Linked DNA regions of Mus musculus: region 1 is linked to region 2. Evidence: chromatin contacts called from public HiChIP or PLAC-seq data. All regions are on one chromosome and are shown on one strand. The core of a region is the stretch at or near the end of the contact, and the rest is flanking DNA. Distances in the headings are between cores, read along the strand shown.

Region 1 (3,232 bases), core at 488-2,987, 190 kb after region 2:
CTGCAGACATCGCTGAGACTGGTTTCCTGTATTTGCTGATGACTAAGTTATTAATTGCAGAGTCAGGGCTGTATTCCCAGTAAGTGTATGAGGCACAGAGTAGTGCTGTCCAACATATCCAAGAGAGCTTTCTCCTCTTCCTCTGGGGTCCTAGTGATGGATTAGATACACAAAGCCACATTGGCCATAGTAGCAGTGTTTCCTGATTTGAAGGTATTGATTAGTCCATAAACCCAATAGCTGCTGATTTGTCTTTGTGTTGTTGTTGTATGACATTAGCCTTAGATAGCCTCCATGGTACTATGTATCTTCACATAAGGAAGTGGAAAGGGATCAGGAGAGTTGGTGATAGGAGAAAAGGTTTTTCAGTAACAGATCAATCTTGATCCATGAGTTAAGCTGTCCGTACCAAGGATGTCTTCTGTTTCTTGGGGGAAACAATCCTGGTCAGGTTTGCTATAAGGTTGCCAAAAGATGTTTAGTTTCAAGAGTCTTGAGAGTTGTCCATCAGGGACTGAGGGCATTAATGTTTTGTGATACCAGAGCAAACACTAGTATGGTCTCTTCCAACAGAGGAAGCCACTTAATGGTGTCATTTCTAAAAGACTATTGTTCAGGATCCAGGTCGTGAAAGTACAGGTCATCTTCAGTGGGCTGCTACAGATTTCTTTCACTTGGTGAATATGCTTTGGCCTTAACTCCTGAGTCACATCACACTTCATTTGAATGGAGTGAGAGATACTTGGAGTCTATCACCAGGGGTGTGGCCCTGCAGGGGATTTGTCACAAGGCTTAGTAAGTCTGTGCTCTCCTATGTGAGTCGATCCAATTGCCACCAATGGGTCACACCAGTGATAGACAATTTGGCCCATCTAGGAACTGGCTTAATGTTACTGTGTTTGTGACAGTGGTGCTGGGAAACAAGTATTGATTGCTATTGCTGAAGAATTGAGGAGGGGAGGATATCCTGAGAAGAAAATACATATTTTTTTTGTCATGGTAGCTGTTTATAGCATTAGCCTTTCTATATAGAAAAGCTTCCATCCACCTAGAAGAGTAGCACTGAATTAGCAAATGAATAAACCTCAAACTGTTCAGGAGTTGCTATGGGATAAGGTTTTTATTATCTTACCAAAATTATGAGTGTGACTAACCAAATATCAGCAATGAGCCCTTTGTGCCATTTCCATAGAGCAGCCATCCATTGATGTTTGTTAATGTTTGACTTATTTCAGCTCTTCCATGATGAGTCTTGGAGTGCTGAGCTTTCACTGTTGGAAGCTATGAGGACCCAGTAACACCAGGCAGCCATCCAAGCTATCCCGAGACCAAGCTTGGCAATGCATTTACATCCTTCACACCCATTTGCATTCTACTACAGGTGCCTGAAACTGCTTATTAACTAGGCTAACATAAGTATTTGATTTGGGTCCATCTTGTGGAGTTTGTTGTAACTACACAGCTTGATAATTTCACCAGTAGCTCACGTGGAATGAAAATCTGCCAAATCATGTTCCCTTGTACTTAATGATTGTGCTTCATATTTAGGAGCCATTTTGTTTCTTCACTAGAATTATAAGTTTTAGCTATTCCATGGAACATCCTTGGAAATACCAGAACTCTGTACTTAGAATCCTTCCACAGATGTCAACACTAAACAAACACAGAGCAAACAACTGCCCACGACAAGACTTAAAATGTCCATGACATGAATCTGATGAAAAGTCACTACAGTAGTGAAGCACTTGACAAGAAAAGCTGGATATTTCTGCCACATACAATGTGGCACAAAACATGACATGACTTGTAGCTATGTCATTTGTGTTGGCCAGAACTCCCAGGTTGATCCTCCTGCCTCAGCCTCCTGATTATTTAGGACGACATGTGTGGACCATTGTTGTAGGTTCGTCTATACAGTTAAAGATAAGAATCAGAATTATGACTGCTGGTGGCATAGTAGAAGCATTTCATTTGTACGAGTCTCTGAACTATTACCACAGCGACATAAATGCAACTCACGGAGATCTTAACATTGCTTATTTGACTGTGTTTCCCATATTATATATCAAATTCACCCAATTAATTTGCCTCTACTATATTTATAGGAATATAGATCATGTTTTTGAGAAAGTCCAAATGACTTTCTGAAAGACCTCAGATTAATTCAAGGTAAAGAAAAACATGATTTAATTTGAAGAAGGTCATAAAAATATCAAAAGTTTAACACGTTTGATCAAGGTAGAATTGCTGGTCATAGTGAACAATAGTCTTTCATTTAACCAAAGTGATATTAACACTTCAAACTAAATTTTAAAAATCACAAACTGAGGGGTAAACTTGGATCTGTTAGTAAAGAGAACTCGGTTTCCTTAAAGGTGCTTTTTAAAATGTCACAAGTACAGCATGAATCACAGGAAATGATCTTGGTCATTTCTATGAATCTTTGTTTCTTGGGCCAACTACCGTAAATGAAACAATAACAACAGACCCTTCATACTTCCTATTGCACACCATCCACTGTACCAGGAAAACAAGAAGACCAAATCCTAGTTCTACAGTGAGTGTTAGCATTAATGCTCAATTTCTAGGAAAACTTCCAAACAATTCTCTTCTACTCTCAGCCAGCTAGGCCCACAGAGAGTTCTTTTCAGAGATTCTTTTAGTACAGACATCCTGCTGGACTCTAATCCTTTCTACTTTGGCCATATGTTCTTAGTTTAGAGAACTCAGAGAAAAGTGAATTCATTTTTCCTTCGTCATGCATTACTTTACAATTTTCCTTACTATTTTGGTGATAGTAAGGATCACCATGGCCAAGGAAACTTATAAAATAAAGACGTTATTTGAGAATCACAGTTTCAGAGAGCTAGAATCTATAACCACCATGGCAGGGAACATGACAGCAGAGACAGGCAAGCATGGCACTGAAGCAGTAGCTGGGATATTATGTGTTGAGACAACAACCACATACCAGAGTCAGAGAGACAGAGACAGAGAGACAGAGAGAGAATAAACACTGGGAATGTCTAGGGCTTCTAAAATACTGAAAAAAAATACAACAGATTAGTTTAATTTATAGTAGCCCTAAGGAAAGAAAAAGTAATAGACATTGATATATATATAATATATATATATATTATATATATATATATATATATATATATATAAGTATATAGTATATTACATTTAATGGTGAAAAAATCTATAAAAATATAAAATATTTTTTAAAAAT
Region 2 (3,346 bases), core at 444-2,943:
TGAGCAGACACCATAACCAAGGCAACTCTTATAAGGATGACATTTAGGGGCTGGCTTAGAGGTTCAGAGGTTCAGTCCTTTATCACCAAGGTGGGAACATGGCAGCATCCAGGTAGGCATGGCACAGGAGGAGCTGAGAGTTCTACATCTTCATCTGAAGGCTGCCAGTAGAATACTGACTTCTAGGCAGCTAGGATGAGGGGTTTTAATGCCCATACTCACAGTGGCACACTTACTCCAACAGGGCCACATCTTCTAATAGTGCCATTCCCTAGGTTGAGCATATACAAACCATTACAGCTCCCTACCTTGATGATAATGGACTAAATCTCTGAAACTGTAAGAAAGCCCCCAATTAAATGCTTTTTGTAAAAAAAGAGTTACCTTGGTCACAGTGTCTCTTCACAGCAATAGACAGTGACTAAGACACCAAAAGAATTTGAGGGGTAATATATATCCAAGCTATTGTGCTATTTTAACTTAATCTCTAAAGCACCCACATTGCCCTGTATTCCCAGAACACTCCTCTGGACCCTCCCCTGTCTTTGGTTTCTTCTCTGTTTCTTTGGCTGGAAGGCTCTTTGCTTGTCCTTGTCCACAGAACCATGTGGCTAATCATAGCTCAGCTCAAACTTACTTTCTTACATACTATCCTTTTTTGGGGGGTGGGGTGGGGGTATGGGGGTAGTTGGTTTCAAGACAGGGTTTCTCTGTGTAGCTTTGACTGTCCAGGAACTCACTCTGTAGACCAGACTGGCCCAGAACTCAGAGATCTGCCTGCCTCTGCTTCCGGAGTACTGGGATACAAGGCTTGTGCTCCTACCTCCTAGCTGATGTCCCAGTGTTTAACCCTATTGCACCCCACTTTCTATTTCTGGACTGTTTTTACTTACTAGTTTAGGACAGAGAGAAGCAAGAATGTGATAATCACAGTTATTGTATAACCCACCACACTGGTGCTTAAGTAACTAGCATATTTTGATTTTGTTTGGAGTGAGTAATCTAAATATCTGAGAAATTAAGAAGATACATCAGAATAAGATGCTTCAGGGGGCAGAGGAATTGAATATAAGTGTTGGTTCTTTATTTAGTGTGAGGACAACTTGTGAAGTTTAAAAGTATTGCTTTCTAGCTGCCCGTCAAAAATGTTTGTTAGTTGAAAAATTTAGAATCACAGTCTGTCTTCCAAAATGAGCATCTTCATTGTGCCAAGTATTCAAAACAAACTGTATGTTCGCGGAATTGGAGTAATTAAACAAGGTCTCTGATTCCTGAATTGCCTTTTAAGTAGGTACGTGGCATAAGGAATCTTTTATATTATAACTAGCACAAAAGGGACAACAAATATGAAATTTAAACTGTCATTTGTGACTCTCTATTCCAGTGAGGGTAAGCATTACCTGATCGATTGATCACCTTCGCAGGCCACACGTAGGAGACGCTCCCCAAGAACTTCTAAGGTTAATGCTGAGAGGAGGTGACATTACTCCTGGAGGTAGCTAATTTGGCGGCACGCCTTCAAGCGCGCGCGCGCGGGCGGTCATTGGACACCCCTCACGGGGCGGAGCCTCCGCTTGCGGATGCCCAATCACCTGTGGGCTCAGGGTGTAAGGCCCTCTGGTGGCCACGCCCCTAGGCGGTGCGGGAGGGCGGAGGGGCGCTTTTAAGAGGCGGCTGGAGGCCGGCGTAATCAGGCGCGAGGGGCAGCCGGTGTGTCAAGTCCTCTGGCCGCCTTAGGCGGTGTCTGCGGTGTGCGCCTCTCGCCCGCCCGCCCGCCCGCCTGCCCGCGGCTCCAGTGTCCTCGCCTCGGCCTCCCTCCTCCGTCCGCGCGGCTGTCCCAGGCTCCGCGAGCCACCCCGGGACCTTGCGCCCGCAAGCTTTCTCGGTGCCCGACGGGGCCGCCTCGGGACATGGTGCCGTCCCAGGAGGAGCCCGCCGCCGAGCGGGAGACGAACGAGGCGCAGCCGCCCGGGCCCGCGCCCTCGGATGACGCTCCGCTGCCCGGCCCGGGACCCTCGGATGTCTCCGACGTGGCCGCAGAGAAAGTGGAGGTGGAGCTGACGAGGTCAGCGGGCAGTGAGCCCCCCGTTCCCCCCGAGGGCGGCTGGGGCTGGTTGGTGATGCTGGCGGCCATGTGGTGCAACGGGTCGGTGTTTGGCATCCAGAACGCCTACGGGGTGCTCTTCGTGTCCATGCTGGACACCTTCAAGGCCAAGGACGATGACAACATGGCCTTCAAGACAGGTGGGACGTTGCTGCGGGCCGAGGGGAGGAGGGCATGCGGGGTGGGAAATGGGAGCTTTTGGTGCGTCCTCTTGTGTTGGGAGGGTGTGAGCTTTGAGCCTGACCCGTCTCACTTGCAACCTGCAGCTTGGGGCTTCCCTCTGCCAGTTTTGTATGGAACCCAAAGGCAAGCAAGTTGCAGAGTTGTACCTGCCTGAGGCTTTGGACTCCTCCTTTCTGCACAGTGGGCGCCAAGAATCCACAGTACTTTCCTCTTAGTGGTGGGAAATAAACTGAACGTTCCAGCACCAACAACACTGCATTATCACTTTTACAGTCTGCTTTGTGACCGCCACGGTGGTGTGGTTATCTGCCTGCCATGCTGCAGAAGGAAAGGTGTGTTTGGGTAGATGCAGCGCAGGCCAGGACGGGAGATTGGCAAAATGGAAAAGTGGATCCCAAGGTCACAGGGAGTCCCAAAGGCAGCCCATTAAAAGTGGTAGTCGGTTGTCTCTCTGCACGCTCTACTATATTTAGACAGCATAGGAGGCAGCCACGTGGGATGGTAAGAGGAAGATAAGGGGTTGGACCTTCTGTTATGTTGACGTTTTTTTTGCCTTGTGGAAATAAAATGCAAAAGGTGCAGACTCCGCATTTTTGTCAAATGCTTTCTGACTGATTATGCAAAAGTCAAGTCTAGGACCGTCTGCATAACATTTCCCCCATTATTTCATCTCATGCTGCCGGGCAGGTGTTGTCAGCTCTGCTTGGGTGAGAAAATGGAAAGTCAGGGAAATGAAGTGTTTTAGTGAGGACCAGAATAAAGATAGACCTCATCGCCTGACTTGGAGACTGAGAGTCTCTTTGCTAAATCGGGCCACTGCTGCCTTTTGGGAAACTTAATAAGATCAATAATTTCTGTGTTTCACTCTGCTCAGCCTGGCCTTGAACTCAAGATCCTCTTGGCTCAGTTGGGATTATAAGAACATTCTGCACCATACTGGGCAATAATAGTCTTTTAAAAACTACAGCAGGGTCTCACTATTTAATTCTGGCTGGCCTAGAACTCACTATGTAGGACAGGCTGTCCTCAGATTCACAGAGACTTGCTTCTGCTTCTCAA

The links. HiChIP or PLAC-seq counts read pairs in DNA pulled down with a chosen protein or histone mark.
Region 1: an H3K4me3 HiChIP or PLAC-seq map of the SCID.adh cell line shows a contact between it and region 2, with 9 read pairs. The contact joins the enhancer-like site here to the promoter of Slc16a10 in region 2. A contact is called at or near these places in 4 of 39 promoter capture datasets (embryonic stem cells, liver and pre-B cells), 1 of 15 datasets of contacts at CTCF or cohesin (the NIH/3T3 cell line), 21 of 484 Hi-C or Micro-C datasets (DN3 thymocytes, the G1E-ER4 cell line, the HPC-7 cell line and 13 more), 4 of 115 datasets of contacts at active chromatin or transcription factors (the SCID.adh cell line, bone marrow-derived macrophages, effector CD8 T cells and 1 more) and 3 of 9 other capture datasets (adipose tissue, embryonic stem cells and macrophages).

The regions. Positions count from the first base shown.
Region 1 is chr10:39,954,751-39,957,982 of GRCm38.p6, reverse strand. It overlaps the pseudogene Mfsd4b3-ps. Among named protein-coding and RNA genes, the nearest start is that of Mfsd4b5, 30 kb to the left of the region's middle. Within about 2 kb of position 1,737, at least 2 of the 459 cell types and tissues checked have an H3K27ac peak or open chromatin away from gene starts, as enhancers often do. A contact at or near this core is called in the SCID.adh cell line, where this site is marked.
Region 2 is chr10:40,140,601-40,143,946 of GRCm38.p6, reverse strand. It overlaps Slc16a10 (solute carrier family 16 (monocarboxylic acid transporters), member 10), which reads left to right and starts at 1,693. Exons shown (of 6, transcript NM_001114332.1): 1 at 1,693-2,244. The coding sequence starts at 1,911.